Linked DNA regions of Mus musculus: region 1 is linked to region 2. A link is a contact called in public HiChIP or PLAC-seq data. All regions are on one chromosome and are shown on one strand. The core of a region is the stretch at or near the end of the contact, and the rest is flanking DNA. Distances in the headings are between cores, read along the strand shown.

Region 1 (3,642 bases), core at 630-3,129, 100 kb before region 2:
GAACAAAAGGGCACACTGTGTGACACACTACAGCTTCCATGACAATGTTTTTATTCTATCTTTTCAATTTAATTTAATTTAATTTGGGATGGAGAGGTTGCAAGGGAAGGAGGCAGATATGTATGGATAGGATGAGGAGATGAGTGGGATTGAATTGCATGATGGGAAATTCACAAAGAATTAATAGAAAGTTTTTTATAAAAGAAGGTTGGTATATGTCTATGTTTTTAACCCATGTTTATCATGAACCATCGTGTGGGGCAGATGTCTGATTAAGGTAAAGCACTTGAGGTAGAAAAACAGGAAGGAACACAGGAAGGGAAAGAAGGAGGCAGGAGGGAGGAAGGGAGGAAAGGTAGAAAAACTTTGTCACATCTTGAAGAACTCCAAGTTAAGACCCAAACCAGAGTAGCTTACCAAAAGTATAGTTTAGAAGACGTCGTGCATGCATAGGACAGGTATGTACAGTGGGAGAAAAATCAACCTTTAACTCTTATGCTTGTACTTCCAGAAGTCCCTGGATAAGTTACAAATGTCCTCCTCAATGGGTACACCATATAGCTTCATCAAGATTTCTTGGTCACTGGAAGACTGCAACAGTCTTCTGAAGGAGTAGGCCTAACTTTAGTACCAAGGTAGCAGAAAGTAGACACCGTGTGAAGGAGCCAAAGGCAGTGAAGAGCAGTGTCGTCTCTTTCTTCAACACTTCAAAGGAATTCGGAGTAATAGCTACCTCTTTAAGCAGGCCGATAACTCGATGTTATCATCTTAAAGGCCCCAGAGGGACAGAGAAAAGTTAGGTCGAACTCCCTGGCAATGCTGGCACACTTCTGATTCACCTGAACACCACCCACAGGCCAGAGAAGAAATGGTAACTCTCCAGAGCTTTCTTCTCACATTAAAAGAATGTTAAGCAATCTTATTTGAGAGGACCTGTGGCCACTGTCCCACTAGGAACTGCTTTATGAATTCTGGACTGTGCTATTAAGACAAACGATGAACTTCGGTGTGTACTAAAGTCAGAAAGAGCCAGGCAGCCCTTGGGATAAAATTTCATAGCCACACAACTAGAGACATATTTGGTAAAAAAGAAAAAAAGGATGTCAGGGGGATTTCCAAAATCTCCTAACTGGAGGACAATCATAGCGGTGAGTTTGTGGGGAGAGTCGACCAATCACGGAGCTCTAGCTTGTGTTTTAAGGAAAAGGAAACTTGATTACCAGGAAAAAAAAAAAAAAAGTAAGTGTCAAGAAGGGACCCAACAATAATTAGTCCTGTTGTGAGGGGGAAATGCTTCTCAGAAAGCCATTTCACATCAAACGCCAATGTGGCCTCCTATCAAACCTCACTGTTCATGTTTTTTTTCAGATCTCTGAACAAGTTGAATGGAGTGGTTTCCCTTTCAACTACATTATAAAGCGTTTTCAAAGGCTTGTGCTATCTCCATTTGTAGTATCTGATAGTGAAGGGGCAGAGTTCATTTTTAGCCAATAAAATAACTCTTCATGAGGTTGTGAATTTGAGCCCAGACAAGCCACAAAAAGTACAGACTCAACTAGACGTTCAAAGTTCCTAAAACGCACACATACATCACTGCGAACAGTAAATACAGGAAGCACAGACCATTCTTCAGCCCTGGTCTCAGTTTTGATGAACTGTTTTGCCATGAAGAATCTTCCCTCAGACGGCTTGCACTAGAAAGAAAAGGACAAAAATACCCAGCCCTGGCTTTCTCACGGGGCAAACCTTTTCCTTTCTCTGTGTGAAAACTTCAAGGGTTTCTGATTGCCCACAAAAATTTTACAAGCTAGTCCCACAACATAATGTGACTTTTTAAAGAACAAGGAAGTGCAAGGGCCTCTCGCAGGCAGCGGCAGTGTGTTTAACTGCTGGTGTTAGCCACAGCAGTATGACCTCTGCTTAGAGCAGCTTTGACCACCAGTCATCAGCTCTGGGGAGAGACATACCCAATGTGACACAGGAAAGAAGTGTCAACTGTGGTAAGTCATGGCTGAGACCTATGGAGAATGAAACCCGTCACCAAAGTAGATCCAAAGCATAGGAAGGGTCCAGAATTCTCCATTTGGCAAAGTCAAATACAGGCATTATCTTCCTGACCTTGCTAGCAAACAAGGATACTGATGTGATAGAGAAACCTGAGAAGGGTATTGAATTTTGTTCTGTGACGGATTGAACCCAAGGCCTAACATCTGCCACTAAAGCTACATCTCCAGCTTTAGCAACAATGTGAATTTCCCTTCACATTTGATATATTTAAACATTACAGCATGCATGTAAGATACACGTTCTCTTTGTATATTATAAGCACCAATATTTTCTCTCAAATTTTGTGTGATACAAACCAAGATTATTTTTTATTCTTCACCAATTTTGTATATGTACACACTGAACTTGGGGGGCATTTTCACACCTTCTTATGTATTTCTTATCCATCCCATCTTATCTTCTCTTTCTCTTATCTCTTGCTTTGTCTCCTGAAACCTTTTTTCTTTCCAACAAGGCCCCTCCTACTTTGATGACATTTCTTTCTTATCCAATGGATTTAGTTATAGTTGCTTGAATGGGTATGAGTGGAGGGTCATTAACTGGAATATAGACAACTTACCAGTGGATATACTGACACAGAAAATGAACTCTTTCCCCCCAAACCTATTAACTGGCTGTAGTCCTTCAGTGAGGGGTGAAGCCTCAGGAGCCTCCAACAGGTACTAGAGGAAAGTGAGGTTCCAGTCTTGTGTAGGTCTTAGGTGGGTAACACTACTGCAGTGAGTTCACACGTGCAAACACTGTGTTGTGTCCAGAAGATATTATTTTTAAAGCTGCTTTATGCTTTATTTTCTGTGTGTGCATATAAGGAGAGGTGTTACTGTGTAGGGTTGTGCATACATGTGAACACGTTCACTATATGTAGAGATCAGAAAACAACTTACAGGAACTGGTTCTCCCCTACTGGCCATATGGATCGTAGAAAGAAATCTAGGTCATCAGGCTCAGCATCAGAGTCATGTTATTGTCCCATAGGAAATCTTCTTAGCACTCCATGCCAAACTCTGGCTCTTAAATATGTCCTCCCATCTCCTTCCACAGTGGTCCTTGAGCCTCATCATGGGTAGAATAGAGAGATCTGGTTGAGGAACAAGCACTCTCTGACTATTTACTCTCTGGAGTGTGACTAGTTGTAGATCTCTAAACTAGCTGTTGCCTGCTGCAAAAAGAAACTTAGACTTAGAACAGCACTGATCTATGAGTATAAACCTAAGCATTTGGAGGACAGTTGAATACCATGCCCATGTAAGATAACAGTCACAAGTCAAGAAAGTCTTCTAAACTTATTTCTATTGGAGAAAACACTGACATAGTCCATCTTCTTTGAGAGACATGGACAGAAGACATGCTTTGGGATGCTTAGCATCACTTCAGTGTCTGCTTTCTTCAATAAGTTAACTTTAACAAGTGCACCTTTAGCAAGCTAATAATTTTTATCTCCTTGTGGCAAAAAAAAAGGAGGATAGCCCATCCACACGTAGAAGATGACAGCCTTGAGGTGAGATCATCTTGGATTGCATGTTCTTAAATAGCTGGTATCTACTCAGTCAGGGTCAGGACTGATTTTTCTTCTAA
Region 2 (4,012 bases), core at 951-3,450:
GCAGTAAGCATAAACAATCATGTCCTTCTGGGAACATCATCTTGTCTTAGCTCCCAGCACACCCTGCTCCATTGTCTGTCTCTGCTTCATAGGTTGCCTTTTTCCTTCCAATTTGTAGGATGCCTCTTCCATTCTGAAGTGCCACCAAGTGACAGAGTTACCATAGCCTTCTTACCTAAAATAACACCCACTTTCCAGAGCTCTCATCTTTTCCCACAGCTTAATGATCTCTTGCTCACCAGCCCTGACCTAGCACTTAAACACAAGATCTTTTGTTCTATCGACCATGGACCATGTGTTAGTATCATCATGTCTCCTCCCTCTCAGGTAATTGTGCCTAGCAATAAGTACTCCACTACAAACCCATTTATCAAGTCGACCATCTTAGGGTTGTCTTTGCTATGTTCACTTTTTCTGGATTCCCCACATTCAGTCTGTTGGCAAGGCTATTTTGTAGAATGATCTCAATTTACAAGCATGGAGTGGATGGGTTCATGTAAAAACAAATAAGTGTATACAACTGCATTGGTCTGTGAAGGGAATGATGAGAAATTATTCCATAGAGGTCAAAGACAGAAGCACAGTGTTCATGCTTAACATGTCTTTGGAATCTCTCATGAGGAAATGAAACCGGTGATAAAGTCAGATGCTAAGATTTATAGCAAGAACCCTCACTTCTCAGATTTGATCACTTCCCCTTAAATTACTGGCACAGTCTGCTTAGCATTGCTATTTTGAGATATCTGATTTCTCTTCTGTTAATCGCTTTAAATAAGTTCTAGTTGGCGTGTTGCACTTTTAAATCATTGCTCTCTGAAAATAACAAACACCTAAACTTCGGTAATATATTAGTTATCAGCCACTGACTTTGTAGCCTACTACTGGTGTGTAAATCTAAAGGCAAGGAAAAAGCTAACTTCGAATCTGAAAGAGAACAAGTGCTTTGCTCTGTTGAAGCTGAGAAAGAATGAACCACAGCAAACTGTTCCTGACAACAGTCTCCAAGAAAAGAATAAATAAGAAATAAGTTGGGGTGTTTTTCAACTTATTGTTTTGAGCCAATGTTTTATATTTGTTTTTCAAGCCCAAACTCAATTTCAAACGTAAACAAGTAATGTTTTTAGGAATAGGAAACATTAATTCACTTTCTTTCTGGTACACAAAGAACATTAGCCCCTATAAAAATGCCTTGGATCATTGCTTTTTCAATAAAACACTAAAAACTTGAGCCAGGCTTGACTCACATTCTCATTAGCATCCTGGGTTTATTGACCACTGTCCACATTCTTTTTAAGCTCTTTTGAATCCAGAGAGAACTTACCAGATGTTAAATGTTCAAATCAGTCACTCTAATAAAATTTCACCTAAGGAAGGCCCAACCCCACAGTTAAACCTGATAAGGCCACCCCAGAGATTCCCCAGTGATCATGAGAGCAATGAAGAGGGCAGAAAGCATAGCCTCTCCCCCCATCCCCACCCCAAAAAATCTCCTTTCAAAAACCCTCTCATCTAAACCCATCATTTCTGGTTCTTTCTCCTTTTGCAATATAATAAAGTTAATACAAGTTTGAAGAAAAACTATGCTGAGAGAAGCAAGTAGCTTATAAAGGATCAGAAGCTGTCAACGCACATTGAAAACTGCAGAGAAGACAGGTCGCTGTGTCCATTAAAGTCATGACTTAGGTTGTCACAAGGTCCAGAAGGAGGAAATTTCCGATGATTAATAGACTCTTGGGAAAACTACTAAGAAATGAGTCCACTGAACAGGGAACAGAATGGTTAAGAACTTGAGTTTGATTATGAACTAACCAGTACCCCGGAGCTCTTGACTCTAGCTGCATATGTATCAAAAGATGGCCTAGTCGGCCATCACTGGAAAGAGAGGCCCATTGGACACACAAACTTTATATGCCCCAGTACAGGGGAACGCCAGGGCCAAAAAGGGGGAGTGGGTGGATAGGGGAGTGGGGGTGGGTGGGTATGGGGGACTTTTGGTATAGCATTGGAAATGTAAATGAGCTAAATACCTAATAAAAAATGGAAAGAAAAATAAAAAAAAAAAAAAAGAACTTGAGTTTGAGGAATGAAATATTTTAGTAGTAGCAGTAGTATTTGTAGTAGTAGCAGCAGTGGTAGTTGTAGTAGTTGTAGTAGTCGTAGTCATAGTCGTAGTCATAGTAAACAAGGAAGTCTGTACCACAACTTCCTGTGAAAGTCATAGAGACTGACACTTAAACTTTCTGTCCTCAATCCCCAAACAAGTCACTGACGTTAGAGAAACCGGTTAATAACTGCACCTGTTGGTCCTGTGGAAATTACATAAAGACCGGTCATGCTAATAAGTAACAGTGGCATTCACTGAATGTCAGCCATTTCTAAAGTACACTCAGAGGAACTATGTTAGCCCTAAACAGTTACAGGAAGGAAAACTGAATGACAGCAATATAATCCAAGGAGCAGACACATCAGCCTCACATGAGAGAGAGCTTGTTAGAACTACAAGCTCTCAAGCCCCACCTCCTTTTACTGATGTGTAATCTGCTTTCGATACTAATGATTCCTATAAATATTAAAGATTCTGAAGCACCTGAGACCACATGGTTGGGAGTAATACATGGATATGTTCAAACTTCCAGACTTCACTCTCTGACTATTGTCTTCTCTTGCCTCTTCTCATGAAAGAGTGTATCTTATGTGCCTAGTACATAATAAGTACCATCATATTTTTTTCATTATTTTTATTAGATATTTTCTTCATTTGCATTTCAAATGCTATCCCCAAAGCCCCCTATACCTTCCCCTCACTCTCCAACCAACCCACTCCTGTTTTCTGGCCCTGGCATTCCCCTGAAGTACCATCATATTTTAAGGATGCTTTGTAAATAGCTCTATATTAAAAATGAACTTTTAATAAACTGACCTTACTCTCACCAAATACAGCACAGATAGGAATATCAACATTAAAATGGAACAGAAGGACCTAAGAAATCAAATGTCATTTCTGTAGAACTTGATAGTGAGAGAAACGTTGAGTAATGTGTCTAAGGTGAACCAGGAAATTGAGGGTGTAGTAAGGGATGGGGCTTAAGCATTGTAGGTAGGGCTGTCTATTATCATGCAATTGCTGGGTTCTTATACAGAATTTTTAAAAAAGATTTTTGAATAAGTATGCAATTAGCAGATGCCCATAGTTTCATTTTTCTGTTTAAAGTGCTCTGTCAACCATGGAGGCTACTTCTAAATGTTGATGAATACAAAATATCCTTAAAATATGCTTCTTCATAGACCAATTGCTTACTGCCCAATAGATGTATTTCATGGGTGTTTACTGGCATTTGACCAGAACATTAATGTAAAATTGGTGTTGTATACAATAAACTTTGAAGGATAGTGTAACACTCCCCCCAGCACACCAAGAAATTTTCTATGCAATGTTAATCCTTACCATTCTACCCATCTTCATAGATAACCTTTTAAAGAATGACAGTGCTTTGATCTTTTATAAATAATAACATATTCTTCTCATAACTATTTGTCTTCTGATTGGTTATGCCATGTTTTACTTCCGGTCTGCTGTCTGCATATGGTAGTTCTTTTACTTGTGTAAACACTGACATCTACGCCTGACCATTTCTCCTTCTATATCTGCATCCTTTCCAGATACTCAGTTATCTAAAGCATTCTCATTGGTTCAATACCTTTGTTCAAAACCTTTCTTGAAAGCAAGTATAGTTGAAGATAACCAAGATGTTTTTCTTCTTTAAGTTAATTTGTGAAGTTAGCATGTAATGCTATGGGCTCCATTATGGCACACACACACACACACACACACACACACACACACACAGACACACCTAATGAGAAAAAGAGAGTGAGAGAAAGACAGAGAGATGGAGAGACAGGGGAGGGGAGAGAAAAGAAATGCTAAAAAGGTTGTGGAGAAAGAGGAATTTCACTCACTGTGAAACCACTCTTAAAATCTATATTAATACTCTCAAGCTCTGACCCCAGG

What was found. HiChIP or PLAC-seq counts read pairs in DNA pulled down with a chosen protein or histone mark.
Region 1: a contact with region 2 is called in a CTCF HiChIP or PLAC-seq map of CD8 T cells, with 10 read pairs. The contact joins two enhancer-like sites. A contact is called at or near these places in 1 of 15 datasets of contacts at CTCF or cohesin (CD8 T cells), 4 of 484 Hi-C or Micro-C datasets (CD4 T cells, nephron progenitors, regulatory T cells and 1 more), 5 of 115 datasets of contacts at active chromatin or transcription factors (CD8 T cells, embryonic stem cells, memory CD8 T cells and 2 more) and 1 of 9 other capture datasets (bone marrow-derived macrophages).

The regions. Positions count from the first base shown.
Region 1 is chr15:5,515,643-5,519,284 of GRCm38.p6, reverse strand. The region is part of intron 1 of 5430437J10Rik (RIKEN cDNA 5430437J10 gene); the gene reads right to left. Among named protein-coding and RNA genes, the nearest start is that of 5430437J10Rik, 21 kb to the right of the region's middle. Within about 2 kb of position 1,879, at least 91 of the 459 cell types and tissues checked have an H3K27ac peak or open chromatin away from gene starts, as enhancers often do. A contact at or near this core is called in CD8 T cells, bone marrow-derived macrophages, memory CD8 T cells and 2 more, where this site is marked.
Region 2 is chr15:5,412,854-5,416,865 of GRCm38.p6, reverse strand. It overlaps the pseudogene Gm46496. Among named protein-coding and RNA genes, the nearest start is that of 5430437J10Rik, 81 kb to the left of the region's middle. Within about 2 kb of position 2,200, at least 78 of the 459 cell types and tissues checked have an H3K27ac peak or open chromatin away from gene starts, as enhancers often do. A contact at or near this core is called in CD8 T cells, bone marrow-derived macrophages, memory CD8 T cells and 2 more, where this site is marked.